Regions from separate parts of the Mus musculus genome. Here regions 2, 3, 4 and 5 are each linked to region 1. The links are chromatin contacts, called in public HiCAR-type and promoter capture Hi-C maps. All regions are on one chromosome and are shown on one strand. The core of a region is the stretch at or near the end of the contact, and the rest is flanking DNA. Distances in the headings are between cores, read along the strand shown.

Region 1 (5,822 bases), core at 1,740-4,239:
AGCACGTGCTTGATCCACTCTCTCTGTCCTTGGCCAGAGTGACCTGACAAAATCACAAAATCCACACTGTCAGAGAAACATGCTCACAACACAGTGCATCTGAAGGTGCTCTTCACATCTCAGCTCACTTGAGGGCTGGGACAGAAAACCTGAAAACTCCCCACATGCTAAAAAGAGCTGTTCGGATAGCAGAATTAGTTGGCTGAGCACACTATCTTTATTATTACATTATCTGGAGGCAGTGTTTATCAGTTAGAAAACGATCCTCGTGGTGCATTTCAGGTCTCTTTGTTTGTAGTAGGTAGGATAATTTCTTCTAGAAGAGAATTCTGTTAAGCTGTTGTTTGACACTATTCGTTTCTCATTTTACCCTTTAAAAAAAATCCCAGTGTGATTTACACCATTGTAGCTGGTGTGACCTAATACAATTTTCTTGGTGACAACAAGTCTTCAAGGAGTGGATAAGGCAGTCACTGTACTTCAAATATAAATGTGAAGAAATCAGATTTTAATGGTGTTGATAATATTTATATAACCTAACATCATGCCCCCCCCCAAAAAGTGTAATAGTGTAAGAGTTAATGTATGTTTACCTGCATGGAGACAGGAAAAGAACCCAAGTGCCTTACATGTCACTGAGAGGAGGGTGGATAAAGAGAGGTGGAGAAGGCAGTGTCTACTGGACAAGGCTCCCACTTCCTGGGGTTTCTTGTAACTTCAGCAAGATCTGACTGAGCACCTTCATAAAGACATTATAAAGGGAGAAAGACAGCAACCATACACAGAACAGCCTTTATCAGCCTTAAAGGTCAGTGCGGGTCACAGACTTAGGAATCACAGGTATGATGGATGTCCGTGAAGGAAATAATGGAGTTTAGGGACCCGTGTGGGAGGCTGAAGCCAGCCACAGAGAAGACCATTTACATCATTCACTGTAAGAGTCGCCGTTTCCCCTCAAAGTTTGGAAGTAGAAAAAGGTTCAAATACACCTGGTGGCATATTCACCCAGGGAGGCCAGGAACTTATGTAGGAGCAGAGGCAGGAAACACAGAGCACAGCTGATACTGGTTTGTCCCCATGGCTCATGCTCAACCAGGTTTATACAACCCAGACCCACATGCACAGGAGAAGCAATGGCCACAGCAGGCAGGAGCCTCCTAATCAACCAACAACTGAGACCATTCACCATAGACACTGCCACAGGCCAACCTGAACTGGGCAATTTCTCAGCTGAGACTCACTTTTCTCAGGTGACTCCAAGTTCCAATTAATTAATAATAACAATTAGCAGAACAGGCCAACTCCTAAAAGATCTTTTTATACATCAATGGAGATCCAATTATATAAGAATAATATACCTGAACATCTGGAAGAATTATTTAGATGAATTTTTTTCCAATGTACAAAGGCAAGTTTTACACACGCATGCGCGTGCGCGCGCACACACACACACAGACAATACACACAAATGAATAAAATACATACAGAATAGGTGACTCTGTTTTCAGACATACATTATAGGTTATAAAAATGTCAGTAATTTGAAATAGAAAAATAGGAAGCACTAAGCAAGGTGGTCCAGATGGGGGGAAAAGAACAAACTCTAGTTCTTTCTAAAGACACTGAATTAATTACGAGAAGGAATTACTATGTGGGAATTTTGGATGCTCATCACTGAATTCTCTTGGGTGCTGGATTATTAGGCAGCTAGCTATAAAGGTGTAAGTCTCGTGCCAGGCCTTTCCCTTTACACAACTTTTATTACTCTATTTCTAGAATGATACACCATAGTTGAGGGTTTCCCTCCCCCTCCCCCCAGAATATTAATTCCAAGTCAGACATTTGGATTCAAACCCAGCCTCACTACTCCTTAAGCAACAGCAAGAAAGCGTTTCTAGTCCCGTTTTGTTTTTTTTTTGTTTTGTTTTTTTTTTTCAAAATGGAGGGAACACTCCAATCCCGTCGTGTTCTAGTCCCCTAAGCCTACACAGGCCTCAGCATAACGCAGTGCTCCTGAAAAGCTCTGACAAGCCCTTCATTCACAATGTCCAACCCCATTTTTTTTTCTTTCCTTACTATTCTCTTGGCAGTAGCCCATGCACCATCTTGTGATCTCCTATCCACTGCTGACTCAAATTAATTGAATTGTTTTTGTTTTTAAATTTAGGTAGGCCCCTTGAGGACACCGCCTGGATCTCATTTCTTAAATTAAAAAAAAAAAAAAAATTTTTTTTTTTTCCTTTCCTGAGAACTTACCCCGGGCCAACCAAGCACAGTGAGCAAGGATTAAGTCGGTGATTCTTGTGTTTTCCTCTAAGGGTGCTCCCTAAATGAAGCGGACTTTATACTTACCTCGAAGGTTTTACAAGAGGGCATAGGGGAAACCAGGGTGGTGGACCATCAAAAAAGACAGGTGGGAGGCGCAGGGGAAACCCGCTGGTGGTGCTAAGCATACACTTACACAGTGTAAATATGATCCAAAAACGTCTCTATGACACCGGCAAGGCAGACAACAGCTTAGGACCTGCAATAGGGGTGTGTGGTGGGGTATGTATGTCAGATCACTGCTGGTCGACCCTGAAACAGTGGTTAATCCACGTGCCTGGAGACTTACACCGATATGGTGCTATGACTGAACTTGGGGTTAGGTAAGGACTGCCGTTCGACCATGCTGTGGGTGCACGGGTCAAGCACACCAGCGAAGGAAGGAAGAGGATGAAGATGAGTGCTATACAGAAAGAGGAGCCCTCGGGCGACCCTGGGCGCTGGGGGACCGAGAAGAGGGTGCTTCCCCTACTGTAGCGAGCGGGTCGGAGACCACGAGACTGTAATGCACCTGAGCCGTGCAGGAAGATCAGCGAGGCACTGTGTCTCCCGGTCGGGGACACCACACAACGCGGCAGGTGAACAGCGCTGGGCACAGCAGCCATGGCGGAGGAGAGATGGCAAGGCGCGCGGCCACGTCCCTAGCGTCACGGGGCCGCGCGCGCAGGCAAGCAGCACCAGCATGGGTGTGCGCATGCGCCGTGCCTGGCGCCCCGCCCCTAAATCTGACGAAGGAGTGCTCAGCTCTGGATTCTGCTGAGGAATGCTTTCCTTAGGTCAGGTTCCTCCATTGTAATGACTGAGAATAAACTTTAGTCCCGAGAATTTGCTGCAGGTTTTAAACTGCAGTTCTAAAGCTCAGGATCACCCAGTTTGGGAAATATTACTGTCTTTAAATTTTTACAGATATAACCATATTTTATATAACCATCCGCTTTGGGGCTTGCACCAGATGTTCGTAGCTTTTTGCACACAGGGTGACCCAGCCATATAATAATTTCTTTTGTATGTGTGTGTGTCTTTGTCTTTTTTCTAATAGTTAACAGATAGATCTAATTTAATGAGCTAGGACTTCACATTCTTTGGCATGGCTGTTAGCAAAACTGTGGGCAATGATTAGTGGAAATGATTACAAGCTGGAGATGGTTGTGCGTGGCTGATGGCAGCAGGAAGTAACATGAAAATAAGTGTGGGATTAAATGACCCACAACTTCAATTTCTGGATACATCCCCTTCCTAAAAAGAACAAATCAGGCACTTAGATAGAGGCTCCTACATCACTATCTGCGGTGGTATTTACAGACCGCAAAGGATAAAACAACCCCCATGCCATCTCCACGCGGATGGACAGGATACATGGTATGCGTGTACCAGTAAGTACCGTCACTGCTAACAAAGACAGAATTCCCATCCCAGTACAAAATAGACTAGCTTGTGTTGTAATCATAAAAAGATAAAGAGCTATAACAATATGTTCTGGCAGGGTGTGGGGGAAGGATATGTCTCAGCGGGCCCATGCCAAGGCAGTCCTTTCCCCTGTATAGAACAGAGCTTATTCAGGGCATGGGGAGAGGAGTTAAGAGTGTAGAAGAGGCAGAGAGAGGCAGGGAGTAGAGAAGCAGAGGCCCGCCATGAGCACGTGTAGAGAGGGGTGAGGGGAATGGGGCAAGAGGCAAGGGAGAGAGAAGCAGAAGTAAGAGAACACGAGAGGCAGGAGAGGGAGAAGGGGCCAAGCAGCCCCTTTTGTAGTGAGTCGGCCTACCTGGCTATTGCCAGGTAACTGTGGGGATGGAATCCATACAGAATACCAATAGCTTTGAAAACACTGTGTTGGTTAAAAGAGACAGATAGAAAAGGAGAAACTAACTGACTCCATCCAGACAGGCAGTAAAAGAAGGCTTTCCTTACAAGGGCCAACTCACTATAAAAGCCACAACAGGAAGGTAATAGGGACTGGAGTCCTACCTGCAGGCTAGGCTTGGCTTCTTACCTGGAACTTGACCCTTCCTAGAGTCACAATCACTGTTAGACAGGGCCAGACTGTTCTGAATCTAAGCACTGCTCCTTCATCTTTCCATGACTTGAAAGCTATGGTTGCTTTCATCTACAGTTACAGAACAAACATCTCTGTCCCTGGAGTTAGAGATGCCATCTGGTAGGCACACTGTTGGGGCTGTGCTTCTTTCCGGTCCTATCATACTTTGAAATGTAATTAGGTTGCAGGCTGTCTGGCAGCCCCTTTTAAGACCGATCTTTTGCTCTGTTACATTGGCAGTGGGAATATCCAAGGAGGATTTTCACTGTTACATTCTTTCCCTCTTCCTACAACTTCTTGTTTCTTTGTTGCTGCTCATATGTTTTTAGCCAGTCTGTCCAATCACCCTGTTTGATAACATCAGTGATAGACCAAAACAGTCAGCATAGAGCACACAACTAAAGCAAAGAAAAGAAATAAGAAAAACAGTCTTCCATTTTTTCCCAAATTTTTTTCATGTCTTCTGGGATAAAAAAAAATACAAGGTTAAGCTAGGTGTGGTGGCACTTGCCTTTAATCCCAGCATTGGGGAGGCACAGACAGCAGATCTCTGTGACTCCGGGAGCTCCCTCTGGGTGTTATGGGAGATACCAGGTCAGGGTTTAATTTCCTATGCTGTGTTTAGGAATTCTTTAAGGTGAATGTGTTATCTTTACAGAACATGTGAAGGTCCCGCCCTTGGAGTGCAGCATCTGATGTTTGAGATGGTGGCAGTTACATGAAATCCAGCCCATTACCCCTTTTCTCATTTATGACCCTGAATGTGTCTTCTCTGTTGGTTAATTAATTAATTAATAATTTTTACTTATTCTTATTACTGGGTGCATGTATGTGAATAACCTGCTGGTGTGTGTGTCACGGTACACATGTGGAGGTCAGAGGACAGCTTTGTGGAATAAGTTCCCTCCTTCTACTTGCAAGTGTGTTCCAAGTGAGTCACTACCAGGCTTATTCAGTGAGTGCCTTAACCAGCTCACCCACCTTGCTAACTTGGTTGCTATTTATCCACTGCTGCATTTTGCAAAACACAACTATGCATAACAAATGCACATTTGTCAGGAAGCCCCAGCCATAGGTGACTTAATACATTTTATAAATTGGCAGAGCAAATTCCCTTTATCCATTTATGAAGGAAACTAGGAAAAACTTAAAGCTCCCAACCCTTATCAAATAATAAATCATTTTGAACTGAGACTGAACCTTTAATCGTTGCCTTCATTCCAGGGGGTTTAAGCTTTCGAGTTTAGGCCTTCTACATGCAGGGGTGTGGGCTTTCCTTCCTCACCACTGTGGCACTCTCGGGATGTGCAAGCTCCCTTTCTCTTTCAGTCACCGGGGGCATCACATGCTGGGCTGGGAAGCTTTGGTAAAGGAGAGAGAGGAGTTGCTCAAATAAAGCTTTGGAGTGTTGCGGGGTTGTCCTGATGGATGAATAACAGTTAGAGTGATTAATGCTGAAGCA
Region 2 (5,822 bases), core at 955-3,454, 680 kb before region 1:
TTCTTTCTTTCTTTTTTTATATTGGGATCAAATCTAAGGTTTTACATATGCAAGATTTTTTTCTTTCTAATAAACACATAATTTATACCTGGCTCCTGGAAGGCTCAGCACCTATGGTTTTTGAACATCTGATGTGCTGTTCACTGACTTTGCTGTTTCTCTCTAAGTGTCTTGCTTTCTGACTTTCTGTTTTTGAGGCAGTGTTTGCCTATGTAACCCAGGCTGGCCTTGAACTTGTGGCCTTCCTTTCTGTGCTTCCTGAAAGAACTATAGGTGTGTGCCAGCATAGACAGTTTGTGTGCTTTGTAGTTTTCTGTTTTGTTTTGGTTTGTTTTACTGTGAATTAATAGTCAATGAAATTCTTCCTTGAGACTTTGTTTTTTGTTGAAGTGTAGAATATGAACATAGTTTTAAACAATTTTTTAAAAAGATTTTGCATATTTTTATTTGCTTTTTAAACATTACACATAAGGGTTTGCCTGTGTGTATATCTGTATCACCTACATGTCTAGTATCCACAGAGGCTAGCAGAGAGCATTGGATTGGCTGGGACTGAAAATGCAGACAGTTGTGTGTAGCTATGTTGTGATGGGAATTGAATTGGGGTCCTGTGGAAGAGCAGCCTGCCCCCTTTAACTGCTGAGCCATCTCTCCAGCTCTATGTTGGTACGTTTCCAAACACACATTTAGTCCCAGCACTTGGGAGGCAGAGGCAGAGACAGAGACAGCCTGGTCTACATAACAAGTTCCAGGCTATGTAGGGAGATCCTGCCTCAAAAAACCTAGACCAAAAATCCACAGGCTCTTTGGCGCAAAACTAACTTGCCTACACTTGAAGACCATTTGCCCAGTATTGCATCTTATGGTCATTTTGTGGGCAGTAGAGATTTTGTCCATGATCTTATAGCATCTTCAGCTCCTGTGCAGATAGTTTTCTCTCTGTCAGCAGCCAAGGCTAATAATATTTACAAATCTCCTTGTGCCCATCGGAAAAGTGGGATTCTCAGTATTTAATTGTTGTGTTTGAGTTTGAATTTTCCACTGAGGATCTAGCAACTCTCCCCTTTGTCCCCAGCAATATTCAATCTTTTAAGCTGCGCACAATCACGTAGCTGTCAAAACTAAGAGGTGAGGTGGTTTTCTTTATTGGACTGATATATACAGGTATCTTGACATCAGACTCCAGTCTCAGCTTACTAGTCTAGATTTCTGATTTTGGCTTTAAATTTTTATTATGTGTATGGGTATTTTGCACGTATGTCTTCATTATATGCTTGCCTGGTGCCCTCGGGGGCTAGAAGAGGGCATTGAATCCCATTGAACTGGGGTTACAGATGCTTGCGAGTCACCCAGATGCAGAGAATTAAACTTGGGTTCTCTGCAAGAGCAGCAAGTGCTCTTAACCATGGAAGCATCTCACCAGCTCCTGGCTTCAGAAGGGTTTTGTTGTTGTTGTATTTTGTTTGTTTGTTTGTTTGATAGATTGATTTCCCACCACATTTTTTTTTTTAGTGAGGTCAAAGATTTGACAAAACAACCTAAGGGGAGACCGTTTAATACAGGGAAATTTAATTTCTCACAATTTGGCATTTCCTGCAAGCCAGATGCTCATGACTTCTGACAAGGATCGTTTTAGAAACTTGGCAATGTCAGACTTGGGGACACGATTCAGAAGTACTTCTAAGGACACAGAGTGCCGAAGCAGGAAGACCTTAGAATCCCCAGCACTTATACAAAAAGGCCAGGAGAGGCCAACTGTTACCCCAGCCCTGTGGGGGTGGCCAGAGACGGGGACCACTGGGGGACCACTGGGGTGTTGGCTGCTAGCCTAGCCCCAGATTCAGAGAAGCCTTGTCTCCAGGGAATAAGGTCAGGAAAATATCATCTTCCCTGACCTCTATATGAGCCCACCTCTCTCTCTCCCTCTCCCTCTCTCTCTCTAACACACACACACACACACACACACACACACACACACACACACACACACATACATTTGTTGTAAGACTCAGCATCAGTTCAAGAGCAAAGTTGTCTGGAACCTTGGTTACCTTGGTGGCATGCTTTTCCAGGCTTCCTCTCCTTAGCTTCTCAGCGCTGCATCATGTCAGTTCTGAGGTTGGAGACGGGCCTCGGTGCTCTGATCCGTGCTCCCCCAAAGGCTCAGCTGGGTACTTGTGGTTCAATGGTTTAATTAAGCTCTGCACTTGGCCTCCTTCCTGCTCCACCATATGGAAGGCTGGTGCTTTTGTTGGACGGTCTCTCTTCTTTGTTGTTTTCTGGGTCAGACGTTTATTTTCAAGCATAGATTTGTTTTGTTTTCTAATCACAGGGGGAGGAATGAAGCCGAAGTCTTACAGATGGGCCAAAAGCAACTGCTATCCAAACAAATCTTGTCAGCTCTCACCCCTGAGCTGCACATTCTCACTCGAAAGGCATTTATTTTCTGGTTAAACCTATCATCTACCCTAGGCCCGATTCAAATGATCATCGCCCTTTCTGAATCCCAATCAGTATTTTCTGCATGTGTCCCAATCGTCCCGACTGAGTCTTGTTTAGTTTTCGATGCCTTAAATGTTTTATGCTAATTTCCCTGAGCCTCTCTTATATTGTTCCAAGTTCCACAGTGCCCCTGTTGAGTGGCTACGTGACTCTCCCAGTTACTGTCTAACAAAACACCTCAGACTTATACTTAGGCATTCTGCAGCTTGGAGTCTGGAAGGAACCCAGTGTGAACAGCCTGTGCTGGACACGGTGTCTGAGGTCTCACCTGGGGGCGCTCAGAGGCTGGGGGCGGCCTGGTGGACAACAGATACTTTGCGACTGGAGGTATAGTCACTTACTTTACACCTGGCACCTGGTCTAGTAGGTTCTGATGTTCAGGACTGCTGACCAGACAGCCTGCCATAGATAACCTCTCTGTGTGGCTTCCTCGTGCTTGAGCAACCTCCGGACACAGACGGGAGTAGCACAGGATTCTAAGCACAAGTGAGTGCTTGGACAACCAACATTGAAACATCATTGCCTCCTCAAACCCGAGGCTGTGGTGACCAGGCAGGAGTGTTGCTCCCACAGACCCTGCATCGTGGGGGGTGGAGGGGGAGGAGCATGAAAGTCACTATGTGGAAGCAAAGGCAAAAAGAGGGCATCTTCAAAAACATTCTACATAGCCTTCCCTCTGCACATAGTTTACATTGTATCCATGTGTACAACTCACTCAGATTCCTGAAAGCCCATTGGATAAGGCAAAAGTTCCAAGTCCAGGATCTTAGCATCCTAAATGACCCTGCGTTGCAGATTCTACAGATTAAGTTCCTTGAGTGTTTTCCTATGGCTGGAAGTTCTCTGAGCTAAAGGACCAAACAGACTGCCTTCTACACACATGAGCATCGGAGAAGTGAGGGGGAACGGCACAGGGTACTGGAGCCATGTCCCAGTTGTATTTATGTAGATAACATTCACACCTTTGGGGGTGTCTTAGTTAGGGTCTCGTTTCAGTGAAGAGACACACCATGACCAAGGCAGCTCTTATAAAATGTAACTGGGACTATCTTACAGTTTCAGAGGTTCAGTCTATTGCCATCACGGTGGGAAGCATGGCAGTGTCCAGGCAGACATGGTGCTGGAACTGTTGAGAGTTCTACAACTTGATCTGAAGGTAGCCAGGAGGAGACTCTCTTCCACATTGGGCAAAGTCTGAGCATAGGGCCCTCAAAATCCACCCCCACAGTGACACACTTCCTCCAACAAGACCATGCCTTCTTTTTTTTTTTTCAATTTTTAAAAAATTAGGTATTTTCTTCATTTACATTTCCAATGCTATCCCAAAAGTCCCCCATACCCTCTCCGCACTCCCCTACCTGCCCACTCCCACTTCTTGGCCCTGGCCACTTCTTCGTTCCCCTGTACTGAGGCATATAAAGTTTGCAAGACCAATGGGCCTCTCTTTCCAATGATGGCTGACTAGGCCATCTTCTGATACATATGCAGCTAGAGACACGAGCTCTGGGGGGGTACTGATTAGTTCATGTTGTTGTTCCACCTATAGGGTTGCAGACTCCTTTAGCTCCTTGGTTACTTTCTCTAGCTCCTCCATTGGGGGCCCTGTGATCCATCCAATAGCTGGGAACAAAACACCCATGGAAGGAGTTACAGAGACAAAATTTGGAGCTGAGATGAAAGGATGGACCATCTAGAGACGACCATACCCGGCGATCCATCCCATAATCAGCCTCCAAACACTGACACCATTGCATACACTAGCAAGATTTTGCTGAAAGGCCATGCCTTCTAATAGAGCCACTTTCCATGGGCCAAGCATATTGCAACTACCACAAGGAGGATGAATGCTAATTACTTTCTGAGTCTGGTCCTCTCTTCTGGGGTGGAGCATGAGCTGCAGGCTAAATTACTCTCTGAAGCCTTGCCTTTCTATCTCTGAAAGATTGCTCTGGTCCCCAGGTTGGCTTGATCTAATCCCCTTTGAAGAGTTTTCAGGTAAGGGCACACTTCTTTTTCTTATTTGCCTTTCTCTAGGCCCAAGAAAGCTCGCTCTCCCTCTAGTTCAACTTGTTGGGTATTTCTGAGTGAGCAAATGGCTTACCTTTTCATTTCCTGTATAGCTAAGACTGAAGAAAATGACTGATGGTGATGGTGATGGTGATGGAGAATAGTCTCAGAGAGAGAGAGAGAGACTGACCATTAAAACAGCCATTCTTCTGTAAGCAGTGAGCTGTTGTGACCTGTCAAAACTACCACATGGCATACCCCTTACTTTGAACCTGTCTGGCAGCCCTGTTCCTGTCTCTCCACTGTCTCTGTCCCCACAGGCTTCTTTGGACTCTTGATATTCCTCGTTATTTGTCTTCATCAGAGGGTAATGGAGAATTAACCTCATCTGTCCACTCCCAGACCTCCACTCCAATACCCAGGTCACATCTTGCATCTGCTATTCTCTCTCTCTAAGAGTGCAGGTCTTTGTCAGCAGGCAAGCCTGAAGAGGCATTCCCAGAAGAGACATTGTAAAGCCTGATTCTATGTGAGGGTAGATTGGATGGATGGCCTGGGGGCTGCTTCTGACTTCCTCCCACTTCTTTTTCTGGGTGCCAACACTCAGTCACTGAGTCTCTGGGACCAGCCTTGCTATGCCTTACAATCTACCACCCCACTCCTTAGTCTTCCTTAGTTAGGATATAGATTCCAGGTTATCAGAAATCGAGGCTCTCCCCTATACCCTGATTCCAACAACTACTCCAAACTGATTTGCTTTCTACAGGGGAGACCCTTACATCTTCGTGTAAGATGCTTGCTAGAGCTCCAGCCATCACTTTCCTCCCCCTAAGAAGCAGGACAAAGGAAATGTCAAAAGAGGGCATCAATGTTCCAATTAAGAAAACTTCTGAAAGTACCTCATTCTATTTCTGTTGACAGCTTTAAGGTCACTCAAACATGTGGCTACAGCTAGTTGCAAAAGCAGATGAGAACTAAGGCCTTAGTTTTCAACAAGCACAGGTAAGGACCATGCTCAGCAGATGCGCTAAGCCTTACAATCTACCACCCCATGTTTTAGAGATACATCTTTTAGAGAATCAGGGCTCAGTTCCCAAGAGAAGAACTGAGAGATTGGGTAGTCAGGAAGGCAAGAGGGGCTGGCTTTAGAGCAAGTTTTAATCTGTTATTGTTTAGGGCATGCTAGGGATTAAACCTGGGTGGCCCTGGACATACCAGGCAAGTGCTCTATTGCTGTACTTCATTCCCAGGCTATTTGGGCGGTTGTTTTTTTTTTTTTTTTTTTTAAGATTTATTTATTTATTATATGTAAG
Region 3 (5,822 bases), core at 2,494-4,993, 570 kb before region 1:
CTCATTTTCTAGATGCTAGATTTTAGGTCTTTCCCAAGCCTACTTTACTATCTTGTTTTCATGAACCTTCTGGAAAACATTGCAAATGGAATGCTTTTCAAGACCATGAAATCTAAAAAAAAATTTTTTTTTGTTTACTTGTAGATCATTTGCAAAATAGGTACACTACTTCCTTTTTATTTACGTGGTTCCTAACTATATTGACTGACTTTGGCCAATAGGAATAGATTAAATATAAAACAGTAAATATAAAATATAAAAAAATACATAAATATAAAACAGTAGTTGGAAAATGCTTACCCATTGGGGTAGACCATTTCATGCTGCTTTTTGGACTCTCCACCCCCCAAAACCACAAGAGAAAGTTTAGTTTGTTGGTAAATGAGAGACCATGTGACGCCCATGCAGAGAAATGGTGATAACTCAGGGCCACTCCCTTTCTGCTTTAGACTAACTACCCTTTTGGAGTGAGAGTGAAGTCATCCCACGCTGCTGAGCCCAAGCTTTACTTGACTGTTAAGATTTGCCAAACCAGATAAGATTAGCAGAGCCACTCAGCTGATCTGTAGAATGTAGAGAAAGTATATTCTAAACCCACCAAACTTTATGGTGACTTATTTTCTAGTAAACACCACATAAGACTCTGTCCTGTCAGTTGATAGTTTAGCTGGGTAAAGAATTTTGCTTTAGCAGCTGAGAAGCATTCTTCTGTTATCTAGTCTCCAGTGTAACTAATGGGAATTTTAAGTCATAGGCTTCCTGAGGTTTTACATGTTCTTTCTCCCCTTTGAATGCCTTAAGGACACCATTTAGTCTTTGGTATTTTGAAATTTCACAAAGATGTGCCTAGATTTGGTGAAGTTGACCTCTATTGTGAAGGATACTTGATGGAAATCTCATTTTGAGTCTGAAATGGTTTTCTAATTTGGAGGCCCCTCACTTTTCTTTTCTGGTGATTATGGGCTGCTTTCTATCCATCTCTTTCCTGTGCTCTCTCTGAATTTACGTCCATCTGGATAAGGAACCCTCTGGTGGAAGCTCAAGTTTCCAAATGTGTTTCTCTCCTTTTTATAGCTCTGACGTTTAGATCATTCTGTTTTATTTTCCCCCCTGAAACAGCTCTAGCTTCTTTTGACACATTAAAAATAATTTATTTTTATTTATATGAGAATTTTACATGCATTTATGTATGTGCTCCACATATGTGTCTGATGTCTGTGGAGATCAGAAGAGGGTATTTGATCCTGGAGACATGGATAGTGGGTGCTGGGTGCTGAACCTGGGTCCTCTGAAAGTGTAGCAAGTGCTCTTATCTGCTGAGCTATTCCTCGGCCACCCTCGTCAGCTTCTGAGAACCCTTGCCAGTTTCCTCTGCTTTCCCTCAGTTTAAAGGGCACAACTCTTCTTTTACAGAGGCGGCGCCTTTTCTTTCTCTGGGAATACTTTCCCATGGAGTTTCTATTTCCTTCAAATTATATTCATCTTTGTTGGCTCATCTTGACTCAGCTATTGGCCAGAAGGAGGCTGTGGAATTTGTAGGTGCCTTGAAACTGGGAACAATATCAAACTTGTGAGATCACTAAAATGGAAGCTGTCTTAACTGGTGGGAAGGGCATGTATCTCATAAAGAAACACAATCACAATAATTCTGAATATAAGCTTGGGTTAGCCCATTTATGTACAATTCGAAAGATGTAGGATTTGGAAGTTAGAGATATATGAAAGTGACTTAGAAATTTTAGCCTTAGTTGATTTAATTGATGGGAAGTTTATTGAGTTTCCTTTCATGCACCCGGAGCACTTCAGATACACTGAACAAGTAATTCTCACAGTGTCATTAATAGACGTATAATGTTGAGGATGAGGGAGGTGATTGCCCTTACTATGTTTTGTGAAGCTGCATTACAACGATCCTAATGATAGCTGTAATTTGATGAACACTTTGATTGTGCTTGATGCTATTTTAATAGGGTTTTGAGTTTATTAACTCAGTTAATCCAGATTTGCTGACGAGCAAAAGAACGTATGAGTTCCTGTCCAAGGTGACATCATTTGTTCAAAGTCATGCCAACTCTATCAAGGAGTATTCAGACTTCAATGTAAGTGGTCTGGTTTCAGAGTCTATACCCTTGACCTGTTTCTCTAATTGCTCTGGAAAACACCCAGAAGAGGTGACAGGAGAGCATTCTTGGGCTGGTGAAAGGCACAAAACCCAAATCAAGCAAGGATTTCCTGAAGGTGTTCATGAATACTAGGTGGACAGGAAGTTGATAAGTACTTTTAAATATTTGAAAATCCTTTTCACTAAAGAGGACTTAGATGTATTCTCTTTGACCCAAGGATAGAGCTCAGACTGATGACAGACAGGTACCATAAGAAAGAAGTTAGCTGGATCTGAAAACCATCTTTTAAAGATAATGTTTTCAAATATTGTGTGGTTTACTTTGGAAATACGTTTTCTGACATCAGAGCTGTGCAAGGAGTGGGTATGCTGGTGGAAGATCTGAACTGTTCCAAGAAGCTGAGTGGGAAGGTCTCTGTAAAGAGATCATTTTATTTTGCTATGTTCAAGCAAATGGAAACAGTTTGAAATATTTTATCTCTGAAGGACAGCATCTGGCATTGAGTGAGCAGTTAGAAATTGAGTGTGTTACTCTTCAGTTGAGGGGACAGGGGTCCTTCTTGATCACAAGACTGTCTCAAGATCTTACTGCTAGTTGGAAGCACAGCAGGAAATGAACTCTGGTCTTCTCTACTCTAAGTTGAGTTTTCTTCACAACACGCACGTCGTTCTCTAGTGCCCTGTGAAGTGTCTCCCTTGCCTTCTGTTTCACCCAGTACATGCATAGCCCCGCTTCCTTCCATCTTCACTAAGAGCGATGAGTGCTGGCCAGTGCTCCTGGCAGCCAGTAATCTTTTGTTGCTCTTAGCTCTTCTCCTTGGCCGGAGTGGGACACACCCATTTCTCATTTGCAGTCATCTGAAATTAGAACTCTGAAGAATAAAACCCAAATGGTCATAGTAACTGTTGGTTGAAGTCATTGCTCAAATACTTGCTTTGGGACCAAGGTCCAGGTCTGGTACCCATGTGCTAGTAGCTTTCATCCAGATGCCCCCTCTCCAGAGACAGCCAAGCATATATTTTGTGTCTGGATGAAGACATTGCTCTTACCCAGCAAAACCGTGAGCAGGTGGGCAGGTTATAGAGGCCCAGAACTAAGCAGTAGCTTTGTCCAGGGCTCCTTTATTGTCTGTCCTGTGCCTTAGGTTTTAGGGTCTGTGCTGACAATTCTAGTTCCAGCCCACATATACTATGACCTCGATGCATACACTTAGAGGTTTTCACACTCAAACCTCTCCTTTAGTCTTATACCTCTGACTGGAGAGATCATTTGTCTTTTAGTATGTGGAGGCTAAGCGAAGTGGGTTATTTTTTGACAAGTAGTTTTAAAATGTACCCTTAGACTGATATTTTGCTTTTAGGGACATTTATTTGATTTTGTTTGGAGTGTGTGTGTGTGTGTGTGTATGCATGTGTGCATGTGTGCATGCATGTGCATGGTTTGTTTCAGTCAGCATTTAGCTTGATGTGGTAGAACTCTACAAAACCACTAGAGGGCAGGAGAGTCTAAAGAATGAAAAAAACAAAACAAAAACCCAAATCAAAAATCCCAGTGTTGCCAGTCAGGAAAACAAACTGCTCTTTGATCACTTAGCAGCCAAGCCATCAGAATGATCTGCAGACCCAGGCAAGCCTTTAGAACAATAGAGGTGTGTTGTGGGTAAAATGGCCTAGGATAGTCAGACTCTGCCTAGAAGGCTGTGGACTCCTGAGCCTAAGATTTACAAGCTGTGATCTTTGGCAAGTTGTTTCACCTCTCTGAATTGTGTTTTCCTGTTTGTAAAGATGGGCTCCATCACCTAGGCATACTGGGGGCTTCAGCAGAATCGCTCCTGCCCCATGTCCTTCCAGCATCCCTGTCTGCTTGGTTCCGATGCCTGATGTCAGTCCTCCCTCTCTGCCCACAGAGATTCCTCCTTGTGGACTTGGCTCTCTTGCTTTGTGGGCCGCCCCCAATGGTATTTTTGAGAGCCCTTGATTGCTGTGTTCTAATTATTTGTTTCCTAGTCTATTACCCACAGTGGACAAGCACTTTCAGAGCACAGCTCCTGGGTATCTCTGCCCTGGAGCAGGAGCTATTTAAAACATATGCTTTCCTTTGTGTATAAGATTTTCCCTTTAATTTAATTTTTTTAGTTATTCACTTTACACGCCTCTCACTGCTTCCCTTCTGGTCACCCCCCCCCCCCCAATCCTTCCCCTACACCCCTTCCCCTTCTCCTCTGAGCAGATGAGTGCTTCCCTAGCACTTCATGTCTCTGCAAGGCTAAGTGCTCCCTCTCCCACTGAGCCCAGACAAGGCAGCCCAGCTAGAAGAACATCCCACAGACAGGCAACAGCTTTTGGGATAACCCCCGTTCCAATTGTTCAGGACCCACATGAAGACCAAGCTGCATATCTGCTACATATGAACAAGGAGGCCTAGGGTCAGACCGTGTATGTTCTTTGGTTGGTGGTTCGGTCCCTGAGAGCTCCAGGTTAGGTGACGCTGTTCGTTTTCCTGTGGACTTCCTATCTCTTTATGAAACCCCATGCTCCATCCACTGTATGGCTGCTCTTAAGCCAAGCAGGAGTGTAGACACAGGGGAGACAAGGCCCCGGCTTGCATGAGTTTACAGATCAAGTCATGTTTTAGTTAAGCATAATAGCATGAGCTGGATGTGGTAGTATGGACCTGTAGGCCCAGCTACTGGCTTGAACCCGAGTGCCAGGATAGCTGACCAATAGAACTTGTCTTAACTAGGCAACTCTTCCCCACTCCCAGTGCATGATGGGTCAACATGCATGACAGTCACCTGATAAGTGATCATACCTGCAGAAGTAAGCAAGTGGCACATGGTGTAGAGGAGGAATAGACAATATACCTCGTGGGGATAGAAAGATGGCTCAGTGGTTAAAAGCACTGACTGCTCTTCTAGAGGAACAGAACTCAATTCCCAGTACCCCATGCCAGCCCACAACTAACTATCTCTAAATCTAGCTATAGAGGATCTGATGTCCTCTTCTGGCCTCCGCATGCATCAGGTTCACATGTGGTGCACAGACAGACAGACAGACAGACAGACAGACAGACAGAGAGTTGGTCAAAGGTGAAGGACAGTAGCTGACTTGCAAGGGCACTCAGTGATATGGTGGTCTTCATTGGGATTATACCACATGTGCGTGTCCGCATGAGTGTGTGCGTGAGTGTGTGTGTGTGCGTTTGTGCTTCTTTTTCATTTATTAATACCCCATAGTGATTGTAAACTGTAGAAGAGGACCATGATCATCCCAGGAATGATGGCAGAGTCCCTGGCAAAAACAGCCATGCCCTTTGTTTTTGGCATTTGCCACTGTACCTCTGAGCCCCAGTTTAGGGGCAGGTTCCCCCATCTGAGGGTAAGAACAGAGTTACGGCTGCTCCAGCCCAGCTTGCTACTGAGGTCCAGGCTGCCTTCCTCATATTAGTACTTTTGTTCAAAACTCCTAATGAGCTGGGTGTGGTGGAGTGAATTCCTGTAACATCCTCGGCTTGGGAGGCCGAGGCTGTGTGGGTCAAGAGTTCAAGGCTAGCCTGAGTTATATAGCCAGACACTGCTTCAAAAAAAAAAAATCAAGATAAACGTAACCCCAAACTTGACTGTGAGTGTGCAACCCCTTAGTTTGTCAGGGGGTGGAAGAGATGGTGATACTGCTTACTGCTTTTCTGGCAGCTGCAGGG
Region 4 (5,822 bases), core at 883-3,382, 540 kb before region 1:
GGTACGTATGTATCATTCATATTTGTCAAACCCTATAAAATGGGGATGTAGTTGAGAGGGAGAGACTTTACCTAGCATATGGGAAGCTCTGAATTGAATCCCCAGGACTGGGAAAACAAACTCTTAGGAACCCAGCATAGAGTAACCCAGACTAACCCCTTAGGGACCCATAGACTACACAGCACCAAGAACCAGCTCCTGTGAACTGTGGATCCCAGGTGACAGTGAGGCTTCATCGTAGACCCACACTTCATGCATGGAGCTCACTTTTAAGAAAGCATATGGGAAATAAATGTGACTTCGCAATTTTGCTGTAACCTTAAAAGCTACTGAAATAAATGAAGTCAAAGAGAATTTTCTCTGATCCTGATGAGTAGCGGACTTGGCTAAAGCTACCAGCGCTTGCATAGCCAATGGCTAAGCACAGTTCAGTATTTCTAGAGCGGCAGAGATGAGAAGTTATGTAGCGATGGCCAACCCTTGCCTGGCACTCCCCTCCTGCTCGCTTCTCAGTTCCCATCCCTCATGGATTTATCCTGACACTCACCCTTCCCGCTGGTGCTTCAACATTCGCAATGTAGCCCCCAGATGTGAGAAACTGACAAACAAATCGTTGTGGATTGTGCTTATGAAGTACACACCCAGGCCTTGGTGGTGGGAGCGAGGCTTTGCTTAGAAAGCCTGGCTTAGACTCCATTGAGAAAATCCCATGGTGGGAGTAGCTCACAGGAGATGGGCGTGGGAGCAGACTCCGGGCTCTAATTTGTTCTTTAAGTTTACCTAATGGTTTGCAAGGATGGAACTCTCTAGGCGAGTGCACGTGATACGTTCTCCTAGGAAACTGAGTTCACCAGATAAATCTGTGGAAACCACTCAGGAGTAGGACAAGCAGTGTGAAGACATTTACAAAGGGAGTCACATCTGTGTCTGCTCAGAGATGGGGGAAGGCAGTCCCACTGTGGTGCAACTTCTGTATCTGTTCAGGTTGCAGAAACACAGCCCGAGTGATTTTCAAAGCAGTTACAGGGAATTCCTCATGACTTTAGGCACTTTTCCCCCATGTTACAAAGGCACAGAGGAAAAGACCCCCCCCCCTTTTTTTTTTGCTTGCTCAAGAGTAGAAATTTAGGGGGAAAAGGTCACTCATTCTTATCTCACAAAAGAAAATTTATTCATCTGTTCTCAAGAAAAGAAGTTTTAGCATGTACAAATAGAGGGGCTGCTAAGAGCTTGCCAGCAATACCCACCCTAGTCTTAGGCCCTGTGGAGGGACAGGGACCCCAGGTGAAGGGGGGTGTCACTCTAAGGGACTTCTTCTGCTAAAGTTAGAAGGTTCTAATCCCAGTGACTACACAGACACTCCAAAAGAATCATGTAGTTTTCTTTTTAAGTAGCAGATTTTTGAGAAAGAGAAGGGAGGAGGGGAGGGTAGAGTGAGGGGGAGGGGAGGGGGAGAGAGAGACAGAGAGAGAGACAGAGAGAGACAGAGAGAGACAGAGAGAGAGAGAGAGAGTCTTTTCATTTTCTCTTCCCCATATTTGGGAATGGAGATCTTTAATTCTTTAATTTGGGTGGCAGTAATTTAGCACTGGGTCAGGTCAATCTCACAATGAGCCCATGAGGTGTTGAACCCATGTACTGGTGAGTCTGGAAGTCCCTGAATAGAACCAGGGACAATGTTGGCCTGAGCAATGAGCTACAGCCACCAGCTTGATCAGAATACTAATGAGAGCTGCCATGTGACCACAACATCACTGAATTTCCTCTTTCTGTTGCCAGTGGACATGACAGCTCAGGTTAAGGTATCAGGAAGTCCATGGAGACCAGCGTGACAACACAGAAGGCTGCCCTGTGCCTGCCAACTGCTTCGGATCTCCTCAAGGGAGAGAAACTTTCTCTTGTAGTGTGGAGAAGCAATGGGGATGCCTCATGGTTTTATGGACCACTTTCCACTTTTCCAGATGCAAAAAGAGGGGCTGTAACAGTCTTGAGAACAAGTTGAGCACATCCTCTGGGAGGGAGGGAGTGAGAGAGGGAGGATGGGTAACTCACAATAGATAAGCTATGTGTTTGCTCCAGCATCGCTGGCTCCTTCATCTCACCATGGGGGTGCTGAGTGATGCCACAGGCAGCTGGAAGGACTCATTTATTTGACCTAATTATTCTCCATGTAGACCTGACTCATCCTAACGGGCTCTTCTTCAAAGGAAACGAGAGCCAGATTGCCTCCTTGGCAGCAATGAAAAACAAACGCTATCCACGGAATGGCTGTTAGATTGAAAAAAGATGCAACCTGCCTTTGGGCGCAGCCAGTATTTAATGATGTTACCAAGAATAGAGGACTAGAGAGAGAGAGCGAGAGAGAGAGAGAGAGAGAGAGAGTAGTGTCAGGTTCTGACATTCTAGCTTTCTAAAAATGTTCTTAATAAAATTAACTTGCCCTTGGATGCATGGACAAAAGTAACTCAGAACCCAGGGAGGAATGGAAGCCTTGGGGGTGTTTCTGCCGTTTTCATTAGTGATCCACTAAAGCCTGATGGGGACCGCAGGGGACTTTCATGCGCGCGTGCAGGGGGGGTGGGTGTTATTATTTTTTTAGTCCTTTTGGACGCTCTGTTGATGTATTAAGAATCTCAACCCCCTCTCTCTCAATGAGAGAACAGAGGAAGACTTGAAATGGCTCTCCCTTGACATATTAAACAAATCAAACACAGAATAGGACAGCATGCATATTCCTCTGTGAGGCTTTTAAAGGACCCAAGGATGTGTTTCTGAATGCTTACAAGTTCATCCTGGAGCATCAGGTCACCTGTCTGTATTGGAACCAGGGTGAGAGCTGGGAAGAAACCTCAGTAAGTAGGACAAAGATGGAGTGAGGGTTTGGGCTTGCTTCCTACAGCCCACACGAGTAAGTTAGACACTTGTAAGCCTAGTACTGAGCCACTAGAGGTGGGTTGGGCCTTGGAGCTCACTGGCCAGTCAGCTTCCTATACCATGAGCTCTAGGCTGATGAAAGACCTGCTTTATAAAACATGGTGGATGACTTCCAAGGAAAGACACCAAGGGTGACATCTGGCTATGTGTTTGTGCATACATTTATATTTGTATCCATTCACAAGTGAACACACACACACACACACACACACACACACACATATCAAAGAAAAGAAATATGTCTGAAAGTAATCACTTGTATCTTTCCTGTTCCATATTCCTGTTTTAGAGTTGAAGCTGAGAAGGTCATGACTCTGAGAATACGGGCAAGATGTGAATTCAGAAGACTGAACCTTCTCTCCATTGTAATTTGGTGCCTCGTTGAGGGAGGCCACGTCAAAAGTCTGTTGTGGCCAGAATCTTCATGAACACCATGCTTGACCTTAGGCTATGTCGTAGTGTTGAGATGAAGATGGAAAAATCCCAGGACCACTTGCAAAAATGATCTGCAGCTCAAGCAAACCTTTCCATACCATGGCTGCACAGCAAGCATGCTGTTACAATTCGCATCCCGGCTCGCCCAACTGTGTTTACATCTCTTCCTGGTGCCGGAGCCAGAGCCTGGGGTTCCTTTTGAAACAATTCTGAAAATACCTTGGGTTTGTGTTCCTCTGGGCTCTGCAATAACAAACCTGTTCTGCGGTGTGGCTGGTGTTTACCTAATTGGTGGGAGGATTTTTTAATATCAGAAAGAAAACATTCCTGAGCAGTCCTCATAGGTAAGATGTGGTTTTGTGGTGCTATGATTTGGGGTCGGGGGAGGATGAAGCAAAGAAAAACAATCTAGTTTCTTTTTTTGGGCTAAAATGAAGGGCAGGCTGGGGGTGAGTGAGCAAGAAAGAAAATTGAGCGAAGGGCAGGGTGGTGGGGGTGGTGGAGATGAAGGCTCAACAGATGTTGTTCTAAAGGGAGTCATGACTGAGTCTGTGTTTCTTTTGCAGTTAGCTCCAAAAATAGATGGTTAGTAGTGAGAAGCAACTGGTTTCTGATGCTTATCAGAAGGGCAGTTAATTCCACTTCCAACTGTTAGGGTGAGGAATGGGGCAGGCTCTGTATCTAACAGAAAAGTATTGCTATACCTCACGGCGCTTTGTGTTACATTTCATATGGTTGTTTTCTGGCCAAAGCTCTTAGCTAAGCAAAAGGAATTTGCCCAAGGATAAGAGGGGCTGATAGATTACAGTGGTCACTTTAAATACGTGTGCATGTGTGTGTGCACTTACACACACACACACACACACACACACACACACACACACACAATTTTGAGTTATCTCATTGTTTAGCTTACTTAGGCTGCCTGAAACTTCTTTCTATGGAGTCCAGGCTGATTGTGAACTTGCCGTATTCCTGCCTCAATCTCCCTAGTGATGTGATTACAACTGTGTACAACCATGATCAGCTGAATACCATCCATCTCCTGATATTTAAAAAAAAATTCTTTTTTGGAGGGGGGGCCAGGCTGGCCTTAAATTTCAAAAACGATTTAGAATTCTTGATCCTCCTGCCTCCACCTCCAGAATGCTGAGGTTATAGGTGGGTACCACCATGCAGAGCTTGGCATATCTGTCTGTCTGTCTGTCTGTCTGTCTGTCTATCTATCTAATTTGCATGAGTGTTTTACCTGAGTGTATGTCTGTGCACCACATTTGTGCAGTATCTGCAGAGGTCAGAAGAGGGCATCAGATACCATGGGACTAGATGGTTGTGGGTAACCGTGTGGGTGTTGGGAATCCAACACAGACCTTCTGGACAAGAAGACCCATCTCTCCAGAGCCTAGCAATCTGGTTTCATCAGCCATTGCAGAGCCTTCAAGGAACAGTGGCGAAACAGTGACAGCCGGGCTGTGCGTGGGGAGAATGCACTAAAGATCAGTTAGGGGTAGACACCATGTCATGGGGGAAGTCAGATTTCTATCTTTCCAAAGATCTCAGGGTGGGCGACTTTGGGACCATAAAATTCCTAGAGGCCCCTTATCCTGTCTCAGAAAAATGGAGGCTGAGGGAGCTGTGTATAAGTGTACACAAGGGACAACCTCCCTCTAAGATGCTCTGGTAAACTCTTTGTCAACTCGGTTCCCTTTCTTAGTTCCCTAAGAGTAGAATTTACCAGACTCTTCCTAGACTTTGCTGCACTAGAAAGTCTGAGGCATCAGGATCAGTGCAAGGGCAAGGGCATGGCTACAGCATATCCCAGCTCTTACCAGATGTGCTAACGTTACTTCTCTTCCAGATGTGTCTAGCTCAGTGCCATTCCTCTTTAGGATGGAGGCAGTGCTGGAGGCCAGTGCTCAGGCATCCTTGCAGCAGCAGCAGCAAGCTGCAGGGACCTGCAATAGACACTGTAGACTGGATGTGTTTCAAATGGAAGCTGCTGACTGCATCTTAATCCCTAGTGACACTGACACTACACCTTATGAGTTATTCTGATTTGAAGGTACAGGACCGGCTTGTATCAGCTGCTGGGCCTTTGATGGCTGCACCACAGAGCATAGTCTCTTGGCTGACTGCTTGTTGTGAGCCCTGAGTTCTGGGATTATTGCAGAAAGTCACAGGCCAGCCACTGAAAGCAGGAGCCGAGATGGCGAGAGTCAGGCTGAGTGGGGAGGTGAACAGATTCCTCTACTTTTTTGACAGCTGAAGGGCAATGATGTAATGTGGCTTTTAGTATATTTTGTAGACACTTATTGAGTATCTACCCTGGGTCAGGCTGAGTTTAAGGTTTAATAAGACATTGAGCAGCTATCAAGGATTTTATATTTGGTTAACATTTCCCTTCCTATGTGTGGTCAAAGTCAGTAATATTGTTAATTATACCCCAATTCCTG
Region 5 (5,822 bases), core at 1,846-4,345, 540 kb after region 1:
GACAGACTTGTGTGAAGCCTTCAGACCACCTGAAGAGTCCTTGGAGCCTCTGAGCATCACAATTCCACAAGGCAGCTGCCGAGACAACACTGGCTTTTCTCTGCTTGGAATATACCCATCCCAGGAGTCATGACTCCTGTTCCTGTGCTAAGCAGCGCAGCTGAAAACAGGTCGGTTGTCCTGGCACAGCACGCCGGGCAGGCAGAGCTCAGGCCAGGCACTCTGGCTTTGCATGCCCTCTTGGCCAGAACCATCTACAGGAATCATGGCCACATTCATCTTCGCTTATCCTCTGAGTTAGACAGCAGAGGCTTCAAACATCCTTTGAAAGCACCTCCTGGAAGAGCAAGACCCGTTTTGTGTGTTTCCTGCCATTAGCCAGAGTAAACATCTCCTCCTTTTCCTCTTTTTCTTTCCGTGGAGCCCCTCCGGAACAATTTCGACTTCTACAAACAGCCGTCTTTCACACCCTTCCACCATAATCTTCTCCTTTATCAAGTTTGTAAATAAGTGCTTTGCAGATTTATTTTTATTCTCTTTTGTGTTTATTAAACTTTGAACAATTTTTCCCCCTTTCTGGTCTTCTGCCCATACGCACACAGTTTCCTTTTTTTATGGCTGCCTGGAACCATGAGGTCAATTTTGTTTCTACTTCTTCTAAGCAAATCCCCAAATGATCCTGTCCCAGGCTTTTGAGCACTGAAGGGGCATTGGCAAATATTTACAAGAGTGGCTTGACGGCTAAATGTGGTCCCTCTTCTGTGCTCCCTCCACCCCAGGCACACAGTTGTCTCTGCTGCTTCGCAGAACCATTTAGACAGCTTATATTTCAGCCGACTGATAAACGACTGATAATATTAATCTGCATTTAGGTTCCAGTTAATGTGTGAGGTGGCAGGATGTCCGAGCAGGCCCGACCAATGTCTCTGGTCAGGTTTTGGAGCCAGGTGAAACAACCAGGCCTGGAGGAGGATGTGACAAGCCAATAAAAGCTGCTGACCCAAGAGCTGTCACCTGCTTACAGATCGCAAGACCCCTGACCTGGATGAGGGGCTTGAGCAACTTGCCAAATGTCCTCTCATTTGGGGGTGGAGGGTATTGCTGAAAATTGCTCTAAACGAAACGGGCTAGGTTACCTCCAGCCAGAACCAGAACATGGCAAGCCGGCTCCCTCAGCTCAGGCCGCCACCAGAGCAGCAGGGTAGGGGTTTAATGGCTTGTGCAGCTCAGATCCACCCACTTAGGAATGAGCTGTTTCCTCTGCTTCCTCCAAGAACTCCCTTTCCCCTCTGGGATGGGTTCTTGCTATAATCCTCTGTAATTCCAATCCCAGCTTCCCTTCTCCTTCTGGCCAGGTGGCCAGGTACTCCCACTTGACCGGCGCCAGTTTAACCACATGCACAGCCTGGCCCACTCCTCCCTCTCTGTTTCTGACCCACTTTTTCAACTCAAGCAAACTGATTTCCCTCCAACCCTTTGGCTTTCCCACCAGCCACTGACTCTGTTACTTCCCCCAATGCATTCATTCCCATGCCTTGCACTCAGAGAAAAGCCTGTGCACTGGAGATTCCTGTGTCAGGGGTCGAGTGGTCGTCTGCCCCTCCCCTGCTCTGGCTACATAGTTTTGCTAAATCGAATTTGGGGAATTGGAGAGCTGGGGGCACAGGGATTTAACTCCTCAATAATTTGCAAGGTATCGGTATACAGAAAGCTAAATGCAGCATTTAATCACGTATGACTTCATAAACATAACATACTGACTTGAGTCTGTTCCAAATAAGTAATTTATTAGATATACTGCATTCTCTCTCTAAAAGCACCTTGGGCTCAGGTGTCTTTTATTTACAGTTCTTTACTTCTGCATAGACCACAGCTGACTTCTTGGCCTTGTGACCAGAGCAGGTGTGGGGTCCTCATATTCAGGCCCTTACTCTGAGTTGAATGCCCTGTGGTATCATTTTGAAATATTTGATAACGTTTTAATTCATTTCTTTGATGTGAAGTCCTATAGGACAATGGGTGTGAGCTTGGAACCTCAGCCCTTGTACTGATCTATCCTGCCAGGATTTGCTGCTTCTGCCCTTTGCTCTCTGCTGGTCCTAGCCTCACACAAGGTTCTTGGATCACATGGTGATCACTATTGTCCTCTATACTTAGAAGAGCTGGGGTCAGGCACACCACTCAAGTCATTTTGTGGTGGCAACTGCCCGGTCCCTTGATGGCAGTGTCATGGTGCATTCAGGAAAACATCCACTGGGGATCCCTAGCCCACTTTACTTACCAAGCATAAGCCACTGTGGAACTTAGAATATCTTGGGATACAGCAACAGACTTATGGGGAAGAATATGCCTGCTTGGAAATAGCACAGGCAGCTAGGGTCAGAGGAGCCCTAGCAACAGGTAGGCTGAACATTTTGAGTTAACCAGTGCCTGTGAGAATCTCTCAGTGAAATAACACCTAGCACCATCACAAGGGAGCAGAGCCAACATAGTCAGAGGCCAAGGGCAGACAGAGAGACAGAGAGACAGAAACTGAGGGTGGGAAGGCAGAGAGAAAAACAGAGACAGAGACAGAGAAAGAAACTATGAAACAAAGCCAAAAGTTGTACACACTATGACCGACCTTTCTTCCTTCTTTTTTTTCCCTCCCTCCATCCCTCCCTCCCTCCCTCCCTTCCTTCCTTCCTTCCTTTCTTCTTCACTGGTGCTTCCTTCCTGATGGTACTAGGAAGTAATCCAGGGCCTTGTGTATGCCATGCAATTGCTCTACAACTGAGCTATATCCCCAGCTGTTCTAGAATTTTCTACAGGCCCTCTTTTTCTGACTGAGCAGGAGACCCCCATGGTTTCTCTTTGAAGAAAGGCCCTGCTACATTCACACAGACCGTGAAGATCTCACTCAGGGCAGGAAAGTCTCAGTGGGGATCTCAGCTCGAATACCAACTCGTTGGCTGAATCCACCAGGAGCGCCATCTAGCTTTTCAGAGCCTGTCTCTTCTCTATGTACCCAGGCAAGTCAATATTGAATGGTGCTGTCGTGACCACATGAGAAAACAGAAGGGAAGTTGGAGCCCTGGATCCTGCACAAATCTCTCCTCAGGTCCCTTGCAAAGCTGCCAAGTGGCCACTGGGTCTTTGTGAATGTGCCCAGGAGGGAAGCTCTCTTGCTGCCTGACAGAATTCATTAGAGGCAAAGAGAAGGAACAAAACCAGCTGCATGTCCCAGGGTACCAAATAAAGGGCTCTGTGTGCTCTAATTCCTGTCCTCTGTATGGTGGAGGGCAGGGAGAGTAGTAGCCAGAGTTTTTGCAGTTCCCACCATCTTCCACTTGTTTAACTGAAAGTCCTGGATACTCTAAAGGGTGACAAGACGATTCCATTTTCCCATCAAAAGTCTCTACATGGAGCAATGCTACCCCTACCCCATAATGCTCAAAGAGGTCTCAAAAAGGGGGGGGGGGTGGTCAGGTATAGCAGCACACACTCATAATCTCAATGTTTTGGAGGCTGAGGTAGGAAGACTGTCATGGGTAGGAAGCCAGCCTAGACTAGACATCAGCTGTTCTAAGCTGACTAGGGATATATAGGAAGGCAAAACAAAACAAACAACAAACAACAACAACAAAGAAACAAAGTCCGGCAGTGGTAGCGCATGCCTTTAGTCCCAGCACTCAGGAGGCTGAGGCAGGTGAATCTCTACATTTGAAGTCAGCCTGGTCTACAGAGTGAATTCTAGGACAGCCAGGACTACCCTGTCTGGGAAAAAAAGACAAACAAACAAATAAAACAAAGAAACAAAGTTGAAGAAAGGTCTTACATATGTGTTCTGACAAAGAACGAAGAAACAGAATCTGTAAGACATGTGCTAGGATGTCCAGAGCTCTGCTCTTAGCGCTCTAGGGTTTATTCCTCCACTCAGTTGGTTACATCACAAAATTGACAAGAAAAAGACAGGTGGCCTGTTGAATTCTTGGGTCAAAAATCTACAGATATTTGCTGTATTTGCTAAATACTGGTTCTCAAAGTGCTGTTCTGGGTCCACAGCCTTGTGAACTTGGAAACCTGAGATAAAATACCCACCACTGGAGAGGGGCACATTATGCACCAGCTCTGAGATATCCTCCCTTCCCCCATGATTCAACCTGCTGGCTCAACCTACTGGCTCAACCTGCTGGCACACTGACTGATCCCTGGCTGGTCAAGCCAGTGCTGTTACACAAGATCACTGGAGATCAGGAGAAACTCTTGGTGCCCAACAGCAGCAGTCATCTAAGTAGAACCCACCAGTGTTCTTTGTCCTTGGGGAATTTCCATGATGAGCAAGAAAGGTCAGCAGGTCAAACTGAAACATAGACGGTGTGGGTTTGCAAGGGCTTGGTAGTAGTCTGGGGAGGTTTTGTGTGTTCTGCTCCCTGAGGGCATCATAACCTACCTGCACTTTAAATCCAGCTAGACTCCTCCCCCAAAGCTGTAAGAGGCTTCCAAGCCAATGGAGGGCCCTTCTGGAAAGAGTGGAGCTCAGACTCCTGAGGCTGGGGAAATTAGGAACACACAGGAAGGGAACACCCCTCCCCTGGGATCTACTTTTTTTTCCTCTTGGTTGGGAATTGAAAGACTTCTGCACAATGAGAAAATTGAACTTGCCTGCAAAGGCATCTCTTAAAAAGATGTTAAAAACAATCTCTTCTTTAGGCTAGAATGTTTGTAGCCTCTAGCTTAACTGTCAAACATTCCCCTCCCATTAAACCTAACCATACACCTCATAAAACTAGTTTACAGTTCCATCTGCCAAAGAAAATTCTTTGAGATAAGATAAATACATAAACCAGCTCATATATTTTTAGCTAATTTTTAAACCACGTAATCTTTACATTTTGTTGGAAATTATGACATGACTTAAAGCATGGAATTCTAGATTCAGTCATTGTGGAAACAACTGAAAGCGAGGCTCCTGAGGGGCCAGCATGTAATACCTTGGTTGTATACAGTCCTTTCCTTAAGTCTCCCTCTCTGGAAACATTCACCCTTAAACCTGAGGCATGTACCACCCCTTATCTTGTCTTAATAAACGTATGTACGGCGATAAATGTTGACTGGTCTTCAGATTCTTTTCTGCAGTGTTGGCAAGGATCTGCTCTGTCTGAACAGAGATTCCTAAGTGGGGAGCACAGCCTAGGAGCACAGGGCTGAGCTCTCTGTCTTCTCACTACCGCTAGCACTCAAAGAATGAGAATAGTCTACATTTGCTACATTTCCTAGGAGACTCTTGAGTACCTTAGATTTTGAGAATCACTGAAATAAAGGACAGGGGGAAAAAAAGCCACAAATAAACTCCAAAGCACAAAGGAACATCTAGGCTTTTGATCAGACATTGCACATATCACATGAGTACATCAGACATTGCACATATCACATGAGTACAAGTATCCACCTGTCTTCCAAGATAAGAAACTCCAGCACAGGCAGAAGAATTCACGTCCTTGCAGACATCTGGTGTAAGCAAACGTGGTAGGTCTTCATGCTATTCTCATTTTAATGGCCTCCATTGCTTTTGACCTCTGAATCCCACTGTTTAAGAATGGGCACTCAACCTGAGGGCTTTATCAGCATCCTAGATGACTGGTTGGATGGCGGGTAATTCTTTGCACTGCCATTTTTGAGAACTTCGACCATAGACTCTGATCGTGGGACCAAATGACTTTGGCCAGCCTTCCATTTCCAGTTCCTCAATTCGTGAATTAGCTAGGGATGAATAAAGTGTGCCTACCCCACCCTGCCCTCCCATAAAAGAAAGGACCGCTCTGCTCATACTGCATGCGCTG

Evidence for each region. Promoter capture Hi-C pulls out the DNA fragments that hold promoters and counts their contacts. HiCAR-type assays count read pairs that join an accessible place to other places.
Region 2: a promoter capture Hi-C map of hippocampal neurons shows a contact between it and region 1, with 2.4 times the contacts expected there. The contact joins the promoter of 9630028B13Rik here to the promoter of Lyplal1 in region 1. A contact is called at or near these places in 2 of 39 promoter capture datasets (hippocampal neurons and liver).
Region 3: a contact with region 1 is called in a promoter capture Hi-C map of neural stem cells. The contact joins the enhancer-like site here to the promoter of Lyplal1 in region 1. A contact is called at or near these places in 13 of 39 promoter capture datasets (the 3T3-L1 cell line, 3T3-L1-derived adipocytes, cranial neural crest and 9 more), 2 of 15 datasets of contacts at CTCF or cohesin (both in the NIH/3T3 cell line), 3 of 484 Hi-C or Micro-C datasets (cerebellar granule neurons, nephron progenitors and ventricular fibroblasts), 6 of 115 datasets of contacts at active chromatin or transcription factors (astrocytes, differentiating embryonic stem cells, embryonic stem cells and 1 more) and 2 of 9 other capture datasets (adipose tissue and pancreatic islet).
Region 4: a HiCAR-type map of fibro-adipogenic progenitors shows a contact between it and region 1, with 4 times the contacts expected there. The contact joins the enhancer-like site here to the promoter of Lyplal1 in region 1. A contact is called at or near these places in 8 of 39 promoter capture datasets (the 3T3-L1 cell line, cranial neural crest, frontonasal cranial neural crest and 4 more), 1 of 115 datasets of contacts at active chromatin or transcription factors (fibro-adipogenic progenitors) and 1 of 9 other capture datasets (liver).
Region 5: a HiCAR-type map of astrocytes shows a contact between it and region 1, with 3 times the contacts expected there. The contact joins the enhancer-like site here to the promoter of Lyplal1 in region 1. A contact is called at or near these places in 5 of 39 promoter capture datasets (3T3-L1-derived adipocytes, the HPC-7 cell line, cranial neural crest and 2 more), 2 of 115 datasets of contacts at active chromatin or transcription factors (astrocytes and cardiomyocytes) and 1 of 9 other capture datasets (embryonic stem cells).

The regions. Positions count from the first base shown.
Region 1 is chr1:186,114,321-186,120,142 of GRCm38.p6, forward strand. Lyplal1 (lysophospholipase-like 1) reads right to left here and starts at 2,990. Exons shown (of 5, transcript NM_146106.2): 1 at 2,837-2,990; 2 at 1-43. The coding sequence starts at 2,930.
Region 2 is chr1:185,439,615-185,445,436 of GRCm38.p6, forward strand. It overlaps 9630028B13Rik (RIKEN cDNA 9630028B13 gene), which reads right to left and starts at 2,205. Exons shown (of 2, transcript NR_038006.1): 1 at 2,052-2,205.
Region 3 is chr1:185,542,843-185,548,664 of GRCm38.p6, forward strand. No RefSeq gene overlaps it. Among named protein-coding and RNA genes, the nearest start is that of Gm34969, 58 kb to the left of the region's middle. Within about 2 kb of position 3,744, at least 17 of the 459 cell types and tissues checked have an H3K27ac peak or open chromatin away from gene starts, as enhancers often do. A contact at or near this core is called in neural stem cells, where this site is marked.
Region 4 is chr1:185,571,164-185,576,985 of GRCm38.p6, forward strand. No RefSeq gene overlaps it. Among named protein-coding and RNA genes, the nearest start is that of Gm35023, 45 kb to the right of the region's middle. Within about 2 kb of position 2,133, at least 24 of the 459 cell types and tissues checked have an H3K27ac peak or open chromatin away from gene starts, as enhancers often do. A contact at or near this core is called in fibro-adipogenic progenitors, where this site is marked.
Region 5 is chr1:186,652,181-186,658,002 of GRCm38.p6, forward strand. The region is part of intron 1 of Tgfb2 (transforming growth factor, beta 2); the gene reads right to left. Among named protein-coding and RNA genes, the nearest start is that of Gm26169, 22 kb to the right of the region's middle. Within about 2 kb of position 3,096, at least 32 of the 459 cell types and tissues checked have an H3K27ac peak or open chromatin away from gene starts, as enhancers often do. A contact at or near this core is called in astrocytes and neural stem cells, where this site is marked.